3 separate regions of the Sus scrofa genome follow, and all the other regions are linked to region 2. Evidence: chromatin contacts called from public HiChIP or PLAC-seq data. All regions are on one chromosome and are shown on one strand. Each heading gives the region's core, a stretch centred on a gene start, on an enhancer-like site or on the middle of the called end of the contact. The rest is flanking DNA. Distances are from core to core; before and after follow the strand shown.

Region 1 (4,050 bases), core at 568-3,067, 230 kb before region 2:
ACACATAAGTCACTGCTGAAAAAGCATCCAAGCCATCAGAGTAGGTGTTCAGCTATCCTGGAATGTTAACTAATTTTCCCTTAAAAAAGGTCTCAGTCAAATGAAACACATATTTCAGTGAACTCAACATTTCTGCTTTGCAAACTGAAGTCTTATTAAGCACATATTTAGGTTTTGTATCTTACTGATCATATTTTTCCATTTGAATTAGGATCAACCTGTATTAACTACCAGGTATAGTATTTTATTTTGATAAATTTTAAAACATAATAGTTAAAAATTAATCTGATTAACTATACATTTAAAAATATATTTTAACCAATGATATACTACTAAAATTATCTGAAAAACTATTAGATTTATTTCAAGTTTTAAGAATTTTAATTCAATTTTACTACTGTAACTTAAAAATCACATATGATTAAAGCAAATGATATTTGAAACTGTCAAATTTCTTTTTACTTCTACCAAATTCAAAATATATGGGTTAAATAGCAAGACTTCAATTAAGAAGGAAAAAAAGTTTCAAGCTTCAGGTGGTCTAACTAAGACATACAGTTCTTAAAATTACAATGATGCACATGGTTAAATGACCACGGATTCTACTTGCAAGTCTAGTCCTTTCCTAGGCCCTCAGCACAGAGGTTTTTTCATTTTACTCTTCTAATCATGAGGCTAGTCCTTATTCACGTTGTCAAAGCTTCTAGTTCACCTGGTATCTAAAGGGTAATGGTGGTAATAATAGTTAACATTTACTCTGTGGCACTTAATCTCACAGTTGACCAAGATGTGTCACAGAGAAGTTATTAAGTAGCGGAGGCAGGATTCGAAATAAGGCATTCCGGTTCCACTACCCACATTCTAAGGTGAGTAAACGGAAAACGGTCCTAATTTCACTGTCATTGCTGCTAATAACAGATTATTTTTCGCTTACAATTGTTTAAATTCCTTCTCATAGTCTATGATTGATTTAAAAACCAGGCGTCTACTTAATCGTAGTACATCTTTAAGCAACGTAACCAAGGAGAGCTTTAGTTGTTTTCACCTGCACACATACCCCTTCCCAAAATTTTGCAATCCAGTTCTGCCTTACTCTAAACTGCTGTCTCTTTAAATTTCCCTCTTGGAGCTTCTCTAATGAATGCCTTAAAAAGCGACTATGAAATCTAGATAGTATCTCTCCATCCATCTTCCCTCAAAAAAACAACTCGGTTGCATTAGAATAACTCCCGGGACCATTTGGTCTTTGGGTGACTTCAAAAAAAAAAAAAAAAAAAAAGAAAAGAAAAGGTAAAAAACCGTAGAGAGTGTGGGAGGACGCCTTTCTCCTTCTAGATAGTATCTCTCCATCCATCTTTCCTCAAAAAAACAACTCGGTTGTATTAGAATAATTCCCGGGACCATTAGGCCTTTGGGTGACTTCAAAAAAAAAAAAAAGAAAGAAAAGGTAAAAAACCGTAGAGAGTGTGGGAGGACGCCTTTCTCCTTCTAAAAGGAAATTAAAAGGGGGCTCCTAAAGAGAAAAAAAGAACTCTAAAAAGCGGGGCGCGGGGCTGCGCATGGGACTACACACTGGGCGCTCCAGCCCAGGGGTCCGAATCCAAGGCGGTTCTTCCTTGCGCTCTGAAACCCTCCTAAAAACACGAACTTCCACCTTCTCCAGCGAACCCCGTCCCGGGCGGGGCGCAGTAGGCCTCGACACATAGGGCCCCGAATACCGCCCAAGGTGGGGCGCTGAAGGCGCCACCGACGCCGGGTTGCAGCAGGGGGCGGGGGCCGGCGGTTGCTCAGGGACCGGGCGGGTCAAGAGGCGGCGGGAGGAGGAGGCAGCAGGAAGAAAGGGGGGTTGGGAGGTAGTGTCCCGTCCGTCGGCGCAGACAGCTCTCCCAAACCTCGGACTCCCCCAGTCCCACCGCGGCCGAGCGCCCTATAGGGCGAGAAGGGAAGTCCAAAAAGTGCTGGAGTAGAGGGAAGAAAATTCAAAACGAGTCTACTCAACCTCGTCTTGGCTCCGAGGCCCCGCCATGGAGACCCTCACAGTGCGCAGGCGCACCCCTCCGGGAGCGCGCAGCGCAGTCGCTCGAGATAAGACCACTATCAGCCACCGTCGCGTTTCCCTTCTGATTCGTTCTTTCTTTCGTATCCCCTCCTCTCACCTGGATCTAAAGCTTGAAGCTAGTGGCGAAACACCAAGAAAAATCTCGGTAGACCGAAAGTGTGATTGGGAGTATGCTTGAGCAGATAAGCCCGGAAAGGCTTTCGTGAATTAAAGCTGATGGCAGAGGAAATATAATAGATATTTGGCTGGAGTCGGGAAGGTTTAATGCAAATAAGATATCCCTAGGGGAGAGAGGCAAGAAAGACTACAATTCCCAGTGGGTACAGCTTCTGACAAGCGCTGCTTTCTGGGGTTTGTAGTATCTAGGAGCTGTGTTTGAATTATCGGGCCTAAGGATGGCCTCTTTAAAAAAAAAAGAGAGAGAGAGAGAGCGCGGATAAGCGGATTTGAATCAGGCCTCTCTGTATTTTCATAATCGAGCGCAAGCTTAAATATATATATTTTTTAAATACAAACAAAATTAAAGGGAAACGTCGCCTTTAAGACTATGCCTTACTAATCGATGACTCCTAAATCTAGGAATAGGTAGTCGATGTTTGTGGGCTGGGCCTTGTGGAAGGGGAGCCTCGTGGTGCTTTCTGGCTAGGCAGGCCGGAGGAAGGAAAGCGGAAGCCCGGAGTTGGACTGCAGTTTTTCATATACACGTGCAGTGTAATTTTGAGCAACCTCTTTTTGTAGCCTTAAAGACCCGAGCACGGGTTATCTAACTGTTACCCTGTACGTTTCTGTAGGCAAGCCATGGCTCAGCTCCAGACACGCTTCTTCACTGACAACAAAAAGTAAGTATGCTTACTCTCTTCCTCTACCCACTTCTCCCTTCCCTGGGATTCTTTGAAATGACCGCTTAGGGATGGCCTTGTGCATCCCTGGTTGTCTTTGCCGTCAACTCACTTTTTCTGTTTTGCTAGACTCCTCGCTTGAGCGCGTTTTCCGCCCGGGTGAAAGCAGTACCTAGCGAGAATTTCTCAAGGATCACCGATCCTTCTGCCTGGCTTCTCAAGCTCTGTGTAATTTGAAGTGTAGAGGGGCCTGAAAGGCCTTAGGTTTGCGTCCTGAATGAAGCGCATTATATGTAACTGAACAATTAACAACAGGCCAAGTCGTTATATCCTGTCTGCTAGTGGTGTTTCCCAGTATCCGAAAACACGATTTCATTTTCTTAAATAGGTAATAGACAATGCCGTTCTAAACCAGGCTAGAAAGTAGAGCTCTCAATAGGGGGTTGATAGAACTGGCTTTAGGTAGGAGTGTGAAGTCAATTCAGTTACAAACTTGTGTATTTATATACATACATAGTGTATGTATGGTATACATACAGAGCTTTGTGTATGCATACCTGTATGTATATAAACATTTTTACCAATTTTACAAATGTTCTGCAGGTATGTAGCATTCATTTGAAACCTAGTTGTATTCTGTTTTGTGGCATATAGCACACTACTATTTAACTTTTTGTGTTCTATCTCTGATTATATAGAATGCCTCTTGATGGTAGGGACTATATTATTCTTCTTGGATTGACTGAGTCAAATGTTTGCCGAGATTTTCTGGTGCTGATGATAAATAGTAAATATTTGTTGTATTAACAAGCTAATGTAAGCTCTAAACTGAAAAAAATACTACCTCAATTAAGATTACACTTCTTGGAGTTCCCGTCGTGGCTCAGTGGTTAACTAATCCGTCTAGGAACCATGAGGTTGCAGGTTTGATCCCTGGCCTTGCTCAGTGGGTTAAGGATCTGGTGTTGCTGTGAGCTGTGGTGTAGGTCGCAGATAGCAGACGCAGCTTGGATCCTGTGTTGCCGTGGCTCTGGAGTAGGCCGCTGGCTACAGCGCTGATTAGACCCCTAGCCTGGGAACCTCCATATGCCAAGGGTGCAGCCCTAGAAAAGGCAAAAAGACAAAAAAAAAAAGATTACACTTCTTTGAGTT
Region 2 (3,712 bases), core at 1,025-3,524:
TTCCATATGCTGTGGGTGCAGCCCAAATAAATAAACAAATAAATAAATTTTGGTGTGTTATATATTTCCCAGGTTTAGTCTTACACATCATGAAGCTATCATGAAGCTATCTCCTTGATATAATGTAAAAAACATGTTTTTGGAGGACCACTCAGCAGAGTTTAAATATCCACTCTACCCCTTGTTATTTAACCTCTCTAAAACCTACTGGGAAAGTTAAAATGAGATCTTGTAGGTAAATCACCCACATAAATAGGAGTTCCCTAAGAGCTATTATTTGAGGGGGAGGGGCTTCTTTGAACAAAGTTTTTAAAAAGCACTTTGCATTTCCAAAAGGTTTAAAACAGTACTCTTTTTCTAGTCAGAAAACACTAGTGATCATTCTTCAGGACAATTCTCTCCCAAAAATGTATCCATTGTCTAAAATCTTTGATAAAATAAATAAAAAAGATACATCCTATGCCTTGCATTTTTGAATGACCTCTTGAAACCACTTCATCTGTTTAATTTGGTTAGGAAGTACTGTACTAAGCTTCCTGAAATATCCAGCCATTAAGCCTGAAAGATTCTAACAGAAATTCCCCAGAGAAAAACAAAGGCATATGTTGGCAGTATTAATACATAAGCTAAAAACCACCCATTTCTCTTTCCACTAGATTCCAACAGGAAGGCAATCAGATGATAATTTTTATCTCTTTTCACTTCTACAATGTGAATTTCTCTTTTGAGTTACTCTTTATGACTGACTCCTGTGGAACCCAACGGCTCCATTCAGAACCTTCCCCAAAAAAGCTCCCAGATCTAAAGAAAAACAAATTTCTGATCGCTAAAATAGTAACAAGGAGACAAACCTTGGATCTTTTTTTTTAACGGTTTTACATCTTAACCACAAAATCAGTATATCAGAAAACACTCAGACCCTCAAAGCCCAAAAACCTTCCAAAAGAATCTTACTTATTTTTCACTTTTTGCTACCCATTTAACAAGTCTTAGGAAACAACCCGCTCCCTCTTCAGAGACCCAACCAAACCTGCTATACTAAAGCATTCAAGGCCCCCAAATCTCAAACTGTTTTGTCAAACGGAAATACTCAACCACAGAGATGTGCTATACTAACATTAGCCATGTCACTAAAGTGACAAACCATTCCGAGCCTCATCCCCCAGGGAGGGTAAGAAGTAACCAGCGCGCGACCAGAACCCCGAGGTTTATCATTAACGCATCAGCCCAAGCACAAGGTTAGCGAATGCACCTCCACTGACGGACACCAACGCGGGGCCGACGCAGAGACCAAAGAGGCGGGAGGGGAGCTGCTGGGGGCGCCGGGAAGGCCCGGGAAGACGCGGCTGCACCGCCCGGGCCCCGCCCCCGGCCCCGCCCCCTACCACCCCAGCTCCGCGGCAACGCTGCAGTCCCCGCGCGGTAGCAGCGGGAGCCCGGGACCCCTTCCCCTCGCCGCGCGGCCCCCAGCACGTACCTGCTTTGCAAACCGGGGCGCTAGGGCTCCTCCTCTCCGGGGAGCTTCGGCTCTGCTCCGGGGACCTCCTCCGGTGCCGAACGCGGGCTGGGGGTGGGGCCGCGCTCACCTCGCCTGTCCACAGGTGGGTGGGCGACGAGCAAGGAGACGACACGGTGCCCAGCAGCGGCGGCGGGGGCTGCGGTCGTGGGGGGCTCCCGCGAGCCCCGGGCGCGGCGCCGCGCGTGGGGCTGGTGCCTCTCGTGGACGTCGCGGACGCGCCCGTCTGCGTGGCCACCGTGGGGCTGGTGCGCGCGGCCGCACTCCCACCGCCCCGCGTGGGGCTTGTGCTGCGCGAGGCGGTGCGCGGGGCCCCGCCGCCGGAGCTGCCGCCGCCGCCCGAGGGGCCTGAGGCGCCACCACAGCAGCCGCCGTTGTTGTTGCCGCCGCCGCCGCCGCCGTTGCTCCTCGTGGGGCTGCCATGTTGCTGCTGCTGCTGCTTCAGCTGGAACGGAACCGTCGCCCTCATGGGCTGCAGGCGGCTCCCAGATCCCCCGGCCGTGGTGACCGCACCGCCCCCAAGGGAGCCGGCCGGCGTGGGGGACCCATTGCGCCTCACCCGCTGGGACATAGTCCCCCCCCTCCCCGGTGACTGGGCGAGACGTGGGGTTTTGTTGTTGTTGGGTTGCGGGGGAAGGATTCTCGAAGCCGGAGGGAAGGCCCCCGCGATGGGGTGACGAAACCGGAATCCGGGGTGCGGGAGGTGCCCAGGCCACGGCCAGCAGCAAAGAGATGGTGCAGCCGCCACCGCCGCTGCTCCTCCTCATCAACAATAGTGTCTCCGCCGCTTCCCCCGCCCCCCGCGAGCGCCCATTGGTGTAGCGTCAGCCGCGCTCGAGCCGCTCCACCGCACCCATTGGCTGCGAGCAGCTCGGGTCCCGGGCCCCCGGGGCCTTAGAGAGCCTGGGTTTGCTCGGAGACCGTCTGCTCTTTAAAGAGAAAGAGACCCGCCCCCCCCGGGGGGGGCGGGGGTGGAGGGGGAGCGGAGGAAACAGGCTGTGTGTATGTGTAGAGTGCGCGCGCGCGTGTGCGTGTGTGTGTGTGTGTACACGTGAGTGTACACGCGTACGCGCGCGCCTGGCCACGCGCGTCTTTCACTTTATACTGTGTGGAACCCTGGGGACTCAGATTCTGGAATATTGCCAAAGGGAATGCCCTGAACCAGAGCGATCCCCAGGGATATCTGAAGTCTTTCCCCCAAAACTCATTTCCTTACCTCAGTATTAACTGGCACAGTCCTTGTGCGTGCGTCTCTTTCTGGCTTTTTTTTTCTTGATCTTTTTGTTCTGTCCTAATTCCGCCTATGTTTGGACAGGACTCAAAGGAAAAGAAATTTAATAAGTCTTACTGGCATTTTTACACATCTCCTTTTTTTTTTTTTTTTTTTTTCCCCCAGTCTCTAGAAAGAACCAAATCTCAGAAAGGTTAAAATTGCTGGTTAAAAAGCGGTTTTAGATTGTATATATGAAGTCCAGTTTCCAAATACTGTTGCTACATTTCTGGCATCGCGAGTAATCAAGAATTGATTTTAATCAGCTACCTCACACTTCCCTGATAACCTTGGAAAGATGTCTGCTGCCTTACAAGTCTGTTAAGTGTCAGAGTTTTCAAAGGGTTTTGTTTCTATCCTCACAGTCATTATTTGAGACACAACTGGATGAGCCATTCATATTGATGTGTAGTGGAGGAAATAGGTCTTTGTAGTATGGGCAAGAACTCAGTAAGACCAGTTTTAAAATAACCTTAGAGGCTCCTCATCAAGACAAAAAAAAAATGGTAGTCCCATACTCCACATACTCACCTCTCAGGCTAAAAATTGCCTGTCCATGACCTCTTTTCCCTTTAATAATTTATTCCTTTTTTTTTTTTTTTTTTTTTTTTTTTTTTGTCTTTTCAGGGCCACACCCGAGGCATATGGAGGTTCCCAGGCTAGGGGTATAATTGGAGCTGCAGCCACCAGCCTACACCACAGCCACAACACCACCAAATCCAAGCCGCGTCTGCGAACTACACCACAGCTCACAGCAATGCAGGATCCTTAACCCACTGACCGAGGCCAGGGATTGAACCCGCAACCTCATGGTTCCTAGTCGGATTCGTTAACCACTGAGCCACAACAGGAACTCCCTAATACTTTATTCTTTATACATTCTACACAGATTTCATCTTGTGAAAATATGGGAGTGGAGAGCCCAG
Region 3 (4,093 bases), core at 234-2,733, 210 kb after region 2:
ATTTCACAGGAACCACATGGCTTACAACTAGAGAATTTAAATAACTAACGCAAAATAATCTAGAGAAAAATCATTCTTTTTTACCCCAAAAGGAATTGTGGCAGTTAAAAATATTAAAACATCAGCATCAAAATACATTCAATTCAGAAGTTCTAATTATTTTAACACAACTATAACAAACATAATAGCCACTAATCAACAATATTAAAAACACAAAAGGAGTGTTCAATTTATCTTTCAGTGTTTTCCCAATGCAGACTTTTTAAATGGAAATAAGCAAGCAATCTCCACATCTAACATAGCAGTGAGAAATTAATGTGAAAATTACACTTAAGAAAAAGTAATTGGAAAGGTGTTATGTTGTCCCTCATCCATTTTTTTCTTCATTCATTTTAAAATATATAATCTATTTGGCCATACTAAACCAAATTTAAAAATTATATGTATCACTCCCCAAAATTTCTGAAAGCAAATCACCAAAAGACTGCTTGAAAAATTAACTGCAAACGTAACATGAGATTTGCACTAAGGCGTTTGAGAATTAAAGACAAAATATCCTAAGGAAAGGATGACTACCATTTCCCTTTAAGCTTCAGCAAAATGTCAAAAGAACTTTCTTTCAGGACTCAGATCTCCTAGAAGTCTGACGTGAGGTCAATGACAGGAAAACCAACAGATGCCAGATGACTAAAAGAAAAGTTACTGAAAATACTTCTAAACCCAACAGTAATTCTAAAAGCAGATAAAATACAAGAGTCCAAGATTGAAAAGATGAAAACATAATTACTTATACCCTTCAAAATAAAATAATACCAATGATAATAACAACTAACAGTACTGTACAATGTATTAAGAATTTCACAGTTCTGGGTTCCTCAACATTTATTCAATTTATTCGGGAACGTTTTGGAATAATGAAAGTAACATGGATTCCCAGAGAGCGATCTAAATCTAAAAATAAGGTTCAAGTGTATGCTCCATAGTTTAATGTTTTTACTGTAAGCCAAATCCTCTTCTTTATATTAAAAAAAAAAAAACCCTACAGTTCTGTTTCCAAAGATCTCATAATAGACACTGTCCACTGGTGATTAAAATATTATTTTTAATCCTGGCATTACCTCACAGCTAAAAATGTCAAGATACCACACCCAATGTGTCTTTTTTCCCCCCCGCGGGTGGGAGGTGTGGGGGTGGGGAATACGAGGAGTGGGGATTCGAAACTACACGACAACATGGAAGGGTAGTTCCCTGGAAGGACTGGAAAGGCGCGCAGGTACCAGGCGATCGGGGGAAGCGTGGCGAAGGGCCGGTGCAGGCCTCGGCCTCTGCAGGCTCCCTCCCTCGCCACCCGCAGGGGAAGTGGCCGGGTCGTGCCACCCGGGGCTACTCACCGGCCGCAGCGCTGACCAGCAGGACGGTCCACAGCAGCGAGGGCACCCGCCGGGGCCACCGCAGCGACGAAGTCATCCCTGGGCCAGTCGAGAAGCAGAAGAGCAGAGAAAATAAATATGGAAAGTGAACACGGGCGGAGAAAGACGGCCGAGAAGCTAGTCCTCGCTCTCGTCGGACTTATCCAGCCCGAAAAACAATGCAGTTTGAAAGGACAAATGGCAGATGAGAGGACCGAGCTGCAGAGCTTTCATTCCGCAGCAGAAATTCCCTTCATTTCTCTCCCTCGCGGCTCGGGGAGTTCGCTCGCCTAGGAGGGGGTGCCTCGGCCCCCCAAACTGAAGGCATGTCCGTGGGGAGAAGCAGGGAGACAAGAAGAAAGCCCCGCAGTTATTTCCCTCGTAGTTTCACGATATCAAAAAAATATCCAGGTCTGGGAGAAAACATATCCAGAGTGGCGAGGGGTGGGGAGCCGGGATTCGATGGGGACGCCAAGGATCAGAACAAGTTCCCGACTGCCGGGAAGGGCAAAGCCGGGCGGGCGGCGGCGCCCGATAGCCGGAGGCGCATCGCCCGTGGCTCCGGGAGGGCAAGATTCCTTTTAAGTTTCGCTTCGGTGCTTCCTTTACTCCGATTTCGAGCACAGCAAATCCTCTTCCTCGACTGGATCGAAAAAGGTGCCTGCCTCCATGGACAAACCCACCGCCTTCACGTCTTCGCGGAACAATCCTGCGAGGGTCTGGCAGGTCCCAGCCGGAGGGCTGAGGGGCGGTGGGAAGCGGGGGAGGGGAGGGGTCTGCAGGCCGGGCCCCGAGCTCCCCAAGACAGCGGGCGGAGGGGAGGTGCGGGGAGGCTGCCCTTTCTAGCCCTCTCCGGTGTACTTCTTCCTCTCTTTTTTACTGCTGCCGCTCCATCTTGCCTGGGGTAAATTCTGCCGTGAAAGCCTCGTCTTCTATGGCTCCCGTGAGCGAATCACAACCCTCCGGAGGAAGCCGCCGCCGCCGCCGCCGCCGCCGCCTCGTTTTCCCGCAGCTCTAGGCTCCGGGCGGAGCTCAGGCGTCGCGGGCCGAGGGCGGGGGGCGGCGGGAGGGCGGATGTAGGTGGCTGGAAAGGGGGGTGGGCAGCAAGGCGGCGAGACACCCCGCGCCCCTCCGGGAAGCACTTCCAGTGGCTCCGAGCAGACCAGACACAAAGGGGGGAGTCGCCGCAGCTGCCAGTCTGCGGCGCTCCCGGTCACCGGAGTCGCCCCGCCTCCGCCTCCTCCGCCTCCGCCTCCTCCTCAGTCTCCGGCTCTTCCCGGCCCTGTCTGTCTCGGGCCTGTGGTGCAGCGCGGGCGGCGGCGGCAGCAGCGGCGGCGGCTGCGGCGGCGGCGAGACGAGGCCCGCACTGCGCCTGCGCGCCCGCGACCCCGCCCGGCCCCGCCCCTCGCTCCCGGGCTAGCAGAGGCGGACTCCGAGGCCCTAATGCTGCGTGTCTCCCCCGAGCCACCGAGGGCAGGGCGGGGCCGGCGTCCCACAATGGGCAACGGTGGCCTTTCTCCTTCACGCACATACGCGCACACGCACACAACGGTGGCCTTTCTCCTTCATACACACTCATTCACACACACACAAAACGGTGGCCTTTCTCCTTCAAACACACACATTCACACACACGCACGCACCTTCCATACGGGCACGCTTGGGATTTGTGTGCTTAAGAGAAGGCGGCCGCATCTGTAGTCCAGCGTTTGCCAAACTCTTCGAGCTCGGTGGTTTAGCCTCTGACTCCTCTGGGACTCTTGGAGTAAAGCCTTGAGGGGCAAATATACCCCCCTTTGTTTCTTGGGGCCGGAGCCTGCCTCTCCGTAGCCCAAAGAATCTGGATGGACCCGCCTTTACCCGAACCGGAGACCTCGGCCTCCTCGGTTCCCCTCACCGACTCAAAACAAAAGCCCAGAATTTAGGGGTGGAAAGACCACCCCTAAATTGATGTTTTTGCTCTAATTGGTGCCCTGCAACCCTCAAGCACCCATTACCTTAACCTTCCCTAGCTAACAGGAATATGGAATGTTTGAAAGGCTGCGAAGCCAGAAAGAACTCCTTCTTTTAAAATTCTATTCGCTATCCTGCTGTCTGCATATCTGTCTTTGCAGTGGAGTTTCCACTTCGAGGGTGGGCTTTTATTCACAAAAGCTGGGGGCCTTAGGGGGTTTTTTAGGGCATTTGAAAGGAAAATCGCGGTGTGGGGTGCCGCCTCAAGGTAAAGAGTGGGGTCGGGTCTACGCTTCGAGGAAAAGGGCAGGTATTGCTGCTCTTTCAACTGGAGAGGATCTCTTGCGGAGGTTTTTTGAATTGCAAAAGCCCAAGCAACCAAGATTCCTCCCCCGCCCTGCAGCTCGTACTCCTGGGGGATCTTGGTCGACTTGGGTGGGATTTTGCTGGGGCAAGAGGGAGAGGGTGACGTGCGTGGCGCCATGATCGGAAGTCTGGGTTTAATTCTTAGCTGCGAGGTGGAAAATCTGCGTGGGAGGGCGATCTTAGAGGTGAAGTCTAGCCTTCCCTTTTACTAAGCAGAAGGGTTATTCTGAAGGCCGGTTTTGCTGGTCTTTCATTGTGGCTAAGAGCCATTCCAAAGATAACGTTCAAAGATACACTCCTGAAGTCATACTCTTTGCTTGCTTATTCAAGTCCCCTTTTATCTGAACTTGATGTAAATAAATCTT

The links. HiChIP or PLAC-seq counts read pairs in DNA pulled down with a chosen protein or histone mark.
Region 1: an H3K27ac HiChIP or PLAC-seq map of alveolar macrophages shows a contact between it and region 2. The contact joins the promoter of WDR12 here to the promoter of FAM117B in region 2. A contact is called at or near these places in 1 of 47 Hi-C or Micro-C datasets (liver) and 2 of 2 datasets of contacts at active chromatin or transcription factors (alveolar macrophages and skeletal muscle).
Region 3: a contact with region 2 is called in an H3K27ac HiChIP or PLAC-seq map of alveolar macrophages. The contact joins the promoter of BMPR2 here to the promoter of FAM117B in region 2. A contact is called at or near these places in 3 of 47 Hi-C or Micro-C datasets (embryonic fibroblasts, heart right ventricle and skeletal muscle) and 1 of 2 datasets of contacts at active chromatin or transcription factors (alveolar macrophages).

What each region holds. Positions count from the first base shown.
Region 1 is chr15:106,408,490-106,412,539 of Sscrofa11.1, reverse strand. WDR12 (ribosome biogenesis protein WDR12) reads left to right here and starts at 1,817. Exons shown (of 14, transcript XM_003133592.6): 1 at 1,817-2,204; 2 at 2,851-2,898. The coding sequence starts at 2,858. It overlaps CARF (calcium-responsive transcription factor), which reads right to left and starts at 2,122. Exons shown (of 18, transcript XM_021075550.1): 1 at 2,000-2,122.
Region 2 is chr15:106,181,779-106,185,490 of Sscrofa11.1, reverse strand. FAM117B (protein FAM117B) reads right to left here and starts at 2,274. Exons shown (of 8, transcript XM_003133590.5): 1 at 1,478-2,274. The coding sequence starts at 2,087.
Region 3 is chr15:105,968,967-105,973,059 of Sscrofa11.1, reverse strand. It overlaps BMPR2 (bone morphogenetic protein receptor type 2), which reads right to left and starts at 1,483. Exons shown (of 13, transcript NM_001204900.1): 1 at 1,392-1,483. The coding sequence starts at 1,467.